Linked DNA regions of Mus musculus: region 1 is linked to region 2. A link is a contact called in public Hi-C data. All regions are on one chromosome and are shown on one strand. Each heading gives the region's core, a stretch centred on a gene start, on an enhancer-like site or on the middle of the called end of the contact. The rest is flanking DNA. Distances are from core to core; before and after follow the strand shown.

Evidence for each region. Hi-C and Micro-C count contacts between places; a contact is called where the count stands out from the background.
Region 1: a contact with region 2 is called in a Hi-C map of bone marrow-derived macrophages, with 18 read pairs. The contact joins two enhancer-like sites. A contact is called at or near these places in 8 of 39 promoter capture datasets (the C10 cell line, the HPC-7 cell line, cranial neural crest and 5 more), 4 of 15 datasets of contacts at CTCF or cohesin (CD8 T cells, large pre-B cells, pro-B cells and 1 more), 22 of 484 Hi-C or Micro-C datasets (the AtT-20 cell line, B cells, the C2C12 cell line and 18 more), 11 of 115 datasets of contacts at active chromatin or transcription factors (bone marrow-derived dendritic cells, cardiomyocytes, embryonic basal ganglia and 4 more) and 4 of 9 other capture datasets (adipose tissue, embryonic stem cells, liver and 1 more).

What each region holds. Positions count from the first base shown.
Region 1 is chr4:108,345,845-108,349,922 of GRCm38.p6, forward strand. All of the region lies in intron 1 of Gm46889 (a long non-coding RNA gene), which reads right to left. Among named protein-coding and RNA genes, the nearest start is that of Gm46889, 3.3 kb to the right of the region's middle. Within about 2 kb of position 1,472, at least 99 of the 459 cell types and tissues checked have an H3K27ac peak or open chromatin away from gene starts, as enhancers often do. A contact at or near this core is called in bone marrow-derived macrophages, where this site is marked.
Region 2 is chr4:108,516,845-108,521,274 of GRCm38.p6, forward strand. It overlaps Tut4 (terminal uridylyl transferase 4), which reads left to right. Exons shown (of 31, transcript NM_175472.4): 15 at 539-689; 16 at 3,363-3,449. Among named protein-coding and RNA genes, the nearest start is that of Gm25827, 3.0 kb to the right of the region's middle. Within about 2 kb of position 2,142, at least 1 of the 459 cell types and tissues checked has an H3K27ac peak or open chromatin away from gene starts, as enhancers often do. A contact at or near this core is called in bone marrow-derived macrophages, where this site is marked.

The DNA of each region.
Region 1 (4,078 bases), core at 222-2,721, 170 kb before region 2:
CTGCCATCATTTAACTATCTGGGGAGCAAAGGAAGGGGCTTTCTGGGGAGGGGGGTTGATGGCATAGAGCAGCTGCAAGAGGTAGGCCTGGGGCGGGGGGGGGGGCTTGGGGCCCCTCTCTTTCCTCTGCTGCCTGAACACACTCCCTGAGAACAGCAGGCGCCCAGTGGAAGCTGTTCCCAGCTGTTGCCCCTCCTCTGGCCTGAGAAGTGCCAATTGTATTACATACAGTTTATGTATCAGTCCTCTGTACTGTTTAAATCGGAAAGACAGCCCTTTCCCCAACGTGTCTCCCACCCCCATGCCACTGTATTTGGCTCCTTCTTGTTCCTTGGGTTTCTGCATCAGGGATTTGCCTGTAGTCTGTGTGAGCTACCACCAAAAGGTGGCCAGTACACACATGCTAACTGTGGGGGTGGATGTGTTTGATAACTACTAACAGACATTGTATACCTTGAATATATACACTTCCATTGGTAAGTTTATTAGGAATGAAATGAGAAAGAAACAACAGAAGTACCCAGGTTGCCTATACTGGATTTTCTCCTGGAACCCCTTCCGTCTCTGGCCTCCTGGTCTGGAAGGCTGCATGTTCCTCCAGGCTGCAGTGATGCAGTGGCCCCTGTGTCTACACATAGCCGTCACCCATCAGAACATCCATGACACTTGCCATCCTCTGCAGACCAGGTTGGCCTCAAATTCTGATAAGAGATCTGCCTGCCTCTGCCTCCCAAATTGTAGGATTAAAGGCATGTACCACCACCACCTGTCTGATAAAACATCTTTAATAAGGCAATATAAAAGAAAGCATTTGGTTGGGACCCAGTTCCTGGTAACACACCTTCTCCAATAGGGCTACACCTTTTACTTCTTCCCAAATAGCCAACTGGAGACCAAGATTTAGCTATATGAACCTATTGGGGCCTCTTCATTCAAACATCCACAGCTGTCGGCTCAGCTTGCTACATTGCCAAGGCTAGCCCTGAATTAGTGGAATCCTTACAGTACTAGGATTACACACCACCAGCTATGTAACAAGATCCTTGAGAACTACCAAGGGCACCAGGAAGCGGTTACCCATGCCTTTAATCCCAGCGGATCTCTGTGAGTCTGAAGCCAGCCTGGTCTACAGAGACGGTTCAGGACAGACAGGGCTACACACAGAATCCCTGTTTTGAAAAACCAAAAGAGAAAGAAAGGAAGGACTGAGCTGGGCAATGTGGCACGTGCCTTTAATCCCAGCACTCGGGAGGCAGAGGCAGGCAGATTTCTGAGTTCGAGGCCAGCCTGGTCTACAAAGTGAGTTCCAGGACAGCCAGGGCTATACAGAGAAACCCTGTCTCGAAAAACCAAAACCAAAACCAAAACCAAAAAAAAAAAAAAAGGAAGAACTGCCAAGAGGGAGTGAACCTAGAAGGATGACTCACGGGTAAAGCGCTTATTGTGCAAACATGTGGAACAGAGGTCAGATCCTCAGAACCAAGAAAGCCAGGTGGGTGTGGTCATCGTCCTACAATCCCACAACTGGGGTGATGGAGGCAAGGGATCCCCAGAACAGGCAGAACTAGTTAGACTGGTCCACATCAGCCATCTCTGGATACAGGTGAGAGACCCTGCCCAATAAGTAAGGTGGAGAGTGGTCAAGGGAGATACTTGCTGTCAGACTCTGGGCTCCACTTGCATGCACGGGTAAACATGAAGGCCCACGGATACCTGTCTCACAAACATATCAACATGCAAAAGACTTACCTCATCCCCGACTCCACAATGACCTAAAACTCTCCCTTAAGGGCCCTCCTCCCAGAGGTTCTGCCACCTCCCCACAGCAGGGCTCTGGGAACAAAGCTTGTCCATCCGTGAAGGGACAGGTGAGCCTCAGGCAAGCACAGCCTTGCCCTCCGCTCCTCCTTACTCCCTCAGCCAGCACTGCGGCTGGATGCTGGGGACACAGAGCCCCTGACAGCATTTGTCACTTAGGAGCTCATGGTCCCCATCATGACTGACCACTGTCTGAGTACAAACTGTTCTAGTCCTCTCCACAACCCTACAAGGAAACGTTTATTCTCTCCATTTTTCAGACAGAGAGACCAAGTCTCGGCCAATGTAGCTAGTAGGAACACAACAGACCCTGTGGACAGCAACTGGGATTAAGACTTGGTCCTGAGCCGGGCGTGGTGGCGCACGCCTTTAATCCCAGCACTAGGGAGGCAGAGGCAGGCAGATTTCTGAGTTCGAGGCCAGCCTGGTCTATAAAGTGAGTTCCAGGACAGCCAGGGCTATACAGAGAAACCCTGTCTCGAAAAAAAAAAAAAAGACTTGGTTCTGCCTGCAGCCTTCCATTCAGATGCTGGAAACCAAGCAGCACACATACGGTATCTTGAGGCTTGAGTAGATTCTGGGGAACAGGAGTTAGAAGCTAAGGCCAGCTGCAGTGGGACATGGTGTCCCCACAGCTCCCTCTGTGCTCCAGAGTCCTCTTGGCTTGGCTACACGGATGGCCCAGGAGAACATGCCTAAGCTGGCTATTCTGCTCACCTTTAGCAAACTGCCCCTGGGCCAGGGTTCCCTGAGGGAACCTGAACCAAGCTGGGTTCCATTACTCCAGGAATAGCAGCTGACACTGCTCCCCACCCACCGATGGCTTCTGACCAGGTTCCCCGAGGCCCCAGCAGTCTCCAGAAGCCAGTGGCAGCAAGCTGTGATCAGGAAGCTGCTGTGGGGTAGGTAGGAATAGTGACCTTAATTGCCTTCTGTGTACAGGGGCCTCCTGGAAGAGAGTGCCTGGGAGGAAGGCTGGGGCCTGTTTTGCAGATGAGGAAATGGGATGGGGGTGGGGACTCAGATATAGTTTGCCCAAGGTCACGGTGAGTGCGTGGTAGGCCTGGAGTTGAGCTTAGACTGGCCCTGCTGTGACCCTGATTCTGTGAGAAGGAAGGAGTACTCTTAGGACCTCAGAAGGGTCCTGGCATGGCAGACAATTTCCCAGGCCTCAGAGTTGGTGCCTCAGGGGAATGTGGCCCAGAATCCTATAAACAGCAGGGATGAGGGACTGCGTATTTATAACCCTAGCCCTCCAGTTGCTACAGATTCAAGGCCTATAGAATGAGTTCCAGGCCATCTGGGGCTACAAACTTAAGACCCTGTTTCAGAATAACAAAAGAAAAGAAGAAGATCAGACTGACTCTCAAGTTAAGGCCCAGCAGCTACATGTAGGTGTTATGCAGCAGTAGAGCCCAGCTGGCCTTTAGCTCTCTTGGAGTCTAATGTTTCCTTTGTTTTGCACTGTCTAGACTTAGCTTCTAGTAGGCACTTGGCAGGAGGAAATGAACAAAAGATGCAGGGTCCACTCAGGACCTGTACCTCTGCAAAGGGTGGAATTTGGATTAAAATTCCTGGTCAATGTTTGGTTTGGGCTGGACTTTTTCGGTGCTCAACCTGTAGGTCATGACCCCTTTGGAAGTCAAACCACCCTTTCAAAGGGGTTGCCTAACACCATCAGAAAACACAGATATTTACATTACAATGTGTAACAGCAAAATTATAGTTATAAAGTAGTAACAAAATAATTTTAGGCTTGGGGTCATTACGACATGAGGAACGGTTAAAGGGTTTCAGCTTTAAAAGGCTCAGAACCACTGGGCTAGAGGGTCTTTAGGCTTCCTTCTCTCTCTGCCCTCAGAGCTTCATAGAAGACATGGCACATGCCAGTGGCTGGCAGTATCTGTACAATTCCCACTGTCCCCAAAGCAAATTTACCAAGCACGCTAAGCTCTCGGAGCCACAGGTGGTACATCTTGCGTGAGGGACTCACATGAGCTAGCTAAAAAGCTGAACCTTTCTCCTCTGTCACTGGGGAACCAGAGACAACCTCACCTCTGGGTCTGCTTCCGCTCTAGCCTCCAGGTTCAGGCCTTGAGCTCCTGCCCCGGTTTCCCTCAATGTGGAGGTGTAAATCAACTAAACCCTTTCCTCCCCCAAATTGCTTTTGGTCATGGTGTTTATTACAGCCACAGACACTACACTAGGACACCCCGCGTTTTCAATTATATACTGGACCCTGCAAATTATGTAGTTTGTT
Region 2 (4,430 bases), core at 892-3,391:
ACTATTTAACTCATCTGTCTGGTGTTCTGCTTTTTCATTTCAAAGGCCTTGGGTTCTATTCCCAGCGCCTATACAGTACTTCACAGTCATTTCTACCTCTGATTTCTGTGGATACAATTCCTTCTAACCTCAGGGAACCAGCGTGCAAATGGTGCCTACCTACACCTGTAGGCCAAACACTCATACACATAAAATAAAGATAATGATTGTGTTGGGGGAAAAACCCAGACAAATAAATAAATATATTAAATATGCTTTCTTTTGGGAGTTGATCAAGTTGTTTGAATAATACAAACCTTTTGTATTGCCTACTAATTTCTGAGTAAACTGTTTATTATGTAATTTTAGTGGGAGAGGAAAGCAGTTAAACAAATTTTTATATTAATTGCGTTTCATAACTTTCTACAAAAATCTGAATTGAGTAGGTTATGTGAATTGAGTTAACTACATAGTGTTTATTGCTGCTACATTTTTGGATCTGCTTTCTATGTGATGAAATAACTTAGAAGTTCATTAATTTTTTTTAACCATTATTTAGCCGCCAACAATAGTATGCAGCATCTGCAAAAAGGATGGCCATTCAAAAAATGATTGTCCAGAGGATTTCAGGAAAATTGATCTAAAACCTCTACCACCAATGACAAACCGATTTCGAGAAATACTTGATTTAGTATGTAAAAGATGTTTTGGTAAGTGTTTGGTATTATAACTACTTGAAGTAATTATTAGATATTGAATATTTATTTTTTCATTTAAAACAATTTTTCAGTTTTGTTTGGTCAGTGATAGGATTAAAATCATATGCCTCCACACCCAGTTGATAACACATGTTCTTAAATCGGCTTTATTAAGGTATAGGGTACTGCCTCTGTAATTAGTCATTTCTTTATTTTATTATTTACTCATGTAAACCTTATACTTGTGAATGTAACCCAATGTAACTTGTTGGAGCTTGTGTCTCTGACATAAGCTCATCAGTGTGTGGGGTTTATTTGTTTTTTAGGTTTCTTTCTTTGGGGACTACAAGATACTCTAAGCTTATTGTGTATATTTTCTGACTTAGTATAAGAGTTGCACTTTTCTCCAAGGTATCCTAATTTCTTTCATTGGAGAATAGTATTAGAATTCAAGATGTGAATACAAGGTGGGTTTTTTTTTTTTGGTTGTTGTTGTTTTGTTTTTGAGACAGAGTCTCCCTATGTAGTCTCTGCCTCCTGAGTGGGATTAGTGGTTTGTGCTACCACATCCATCATGTTTTCTGATTACTGGAAAGTTGTTGATTGTAAGCGCTCTCAGAGCAAGAAAATCAATGTGTTAGAATTTTACCTACAAATTTTTCTGTATGCAGTCATTTTATTTATGTTAGCCTAAACATGATTTCACAGAATCTCCTATTCTGAACCATTACATTTAAAATTTTTTTTCTCTTCTCCAATAAGGGGAATCCCACTTCTCACAATCTGCTACTAAAAATTACTTGTTTCATTTTAATACCATCTGTATTATCAGTCTGAGAACTGTGAAACTAAACTCTTTAGAAGTAGCATCATCAGAATTGTGTGCCTGCATATAGTTTCTTTTGGCTTTAAACTTACAGATTGTACTCATTGTCCTTTTTTTCTTAGACTGCTGTTGGTATTTTTGTCTGTTTACCCCTTGGTGTCCTGGAACTCACTATGTAGACTTCCCTTTCGTTCATTTTCATGAGCGAAGGCTTTTCATACATTTATAAAATAGATTCTTTCATCACAATCTGCATTCCATCCTGAGATCCTGTGATCTCATACTATTTTGTAAAATTTGTAGACCTTAAAACAGTTATATTTTTATTGTTTTTTTTTTCTTTTTTTTCTTTTTTTTTAGCTTGCTATGGGTTTCCATGGAATCATTACAAATATAGTTTGTTCTTATTCACTTCTGTTCATGCTTGGTGCTGCAGTGCTCTGTGATTTTTGTGTTAGCACTTAATCATGTTAAGGCAAACCTCAGAGGAATCAACTTAAAAGAAAAATAGGTTTATTTTGGTTTAGAGTTTAAGGGATTTAGTCTAGAACCTATTTGGTTTTGTCAACTTTGTGCCTATGATGAAGCAGTAACAAAAATGTATGGTGTAGCAAAACCATTTCTCTTTGCTGTGCAGACGAGAAGAGGAAGTGGATAGGATTCCAGTATTTCCCCTCTTCAAGGCATGTCTCCTATGACTGCAGACTTCCTACTATTATTGTACCTCTTAAAGACTCCATCTCAGTAGCATGCTGCTCTAGGACAAAGCCTCTTTTTAACACAAGTAGTTAACTAAATCATAACATATATATCTGTTATATAGAATACTTTCACAGCCCCAAACCAACAAAACAAAACCCTGAAACTTTATTTTTCATTTTTCCTCTCTCTATAAATACTCATGTATTTACTTTTTATTATTATTTCTATTTTTATTTTAAAAATTATTTTATGCATATGGGTATTTTGCCTTCAAGTATATCTATATTCCAATTTGTGCAGAAACCTCAGAGGCTAGAGTAGGGAGGGTTTTATGTGCTGTGATGTTCCCATTTCTTTCATATAACTAAGTAAACAAACATTACACCAACAAAAGAAAGAAAAGATACCCTGGAACTGGAGTTACAAATAGTTGTGAGCCACTATCGGAGTCCAGGGGATTGAACCTGGGTCCGCTGGAATAGTAGCTAATGCTCTTAACTTCAGGGCCATCACTCCAGCCTGATACATTTCCATTCATAAAAGTAAATGCTGATTTAATGAATTATAACAGACATTACATTATTTTCATTGCTATGTAGAGATCTGAGGATGTGTCTTTGGAGAAGGAGTGAGGCACACATATTCTTAAGACATTTGTATGATCCCCTTGGGAAGGAAAAAGTAATATAAATGAAGACTGGAACACTGCAAGAACATTAGAAAATCATTTGCTAGTGTCAGGCAATTTGAAATAGTAGAGAAAGTCAGTCAAGATGAAGTGTCAAGGTTGCAGGGAGGTAGATTGATTTGTAGGGAACTTGGAAATCTGGACAAGATTTAAGTGGGTGCGTTGGTAACTGAACCTGTTGAGATGGAGGAAAATAAGGGAAAGAGCTAAATATCTAAAGAAAGCAGTATTAATTAGTTTTCAAAAGGTAAATGCATGTGTAGAATATAGGGGAGATTATCAGGTAAAATATACATATGTGCTTTAAGGTTTTCTTCTTTGTCTCTTTGCCCGTTCTCTAGTTTCATTTATGGGTTTAAAGTCATAAAAGTAAATAAGCAGTAAAAATATTGAGAGTCAAAATTTTTAAGTTAAAAATCTGAAAATTTTTTATATTTTGTTTTCATGTTTCTTTTTCTCTTTAATATAGATGAATTATCACCACCTTGCTCTGAACAACACAACAGGGAACAAATTTTAATTGGCTTGGAAAAGTTTATTCAAAAAGAATATGATGGTATGTCATAGGCTAAAAGTTGGTTGTTATTGCTACTATAATCACATAGTTTTGAGTTTGATTGACTTAATGTTTAACTGTTATATGTTATATACTATTTTAGTCTCTGTGGCTGTGTTACTAATAACAGAGATAAGAACTGCTTGCATGAGGAGTATATTTAAGACAGGATAGTAGTCAACTTGAGAGATAAATATAAATATTTCAGTAAATATTAAATGATATTAAAAGTATTGTGATAAAAGAAGTGATAGGTTGGGTAGTAAATCCCTTTTGAGGTAGCATTTGAGTTGAGTCTGAATAATATGAAGGAACAAATTATATGAAATCCTGGAGAGTACATTATGTAAAGGAAGGGTAGATTCCAAGACTTAGATTCTATCTGATGTGTTTAGAGACCAACTGGGAGGTCCAGTATGTTTGGAGTGGAATATGCAAGATAGGTTGTAAATAGAAAGACAAGGTCATAGAGATATTTTAAGGACTAGATCATTAGAACCTTTTGGACATTGATAGAAGGACTTTTCATTTAGTGAAAGCCATGTAGAATTTGTAGCATTAAATGATACGATCTCAGTGAACAGATTGTAGCACTATGAGAGTACAAGCAAGAACATTGAGAGAACTGCGACATGAGTACAGATGAAGCACAGCAGTTCTGGAGGTCAGTGGTCAGAAACGGGTTATGTTTGAAGATAGAACTAACAGGAATTGCCGAAGCATGTCTAATGTAAAAGAAAGAAAGAAACCATGCATGATATGAAATGAAGGCTTTTGCTCCAAAATACCAGAATAGACAAGTTTTGTGTGTTTTGTTTTTGTTTTTTAGCACAAGAATGAAGAATCAGGAATTTTGTGATTAAATATTTTCAAAAAGGATATTTATAGTAATTTATATAAGGCTGGAGAGATGCCTTACTAGGTAGTGTTTGTAAGCATGAGGACCTGAATTTTATTCCCAGAATCAATATAAAAACACAG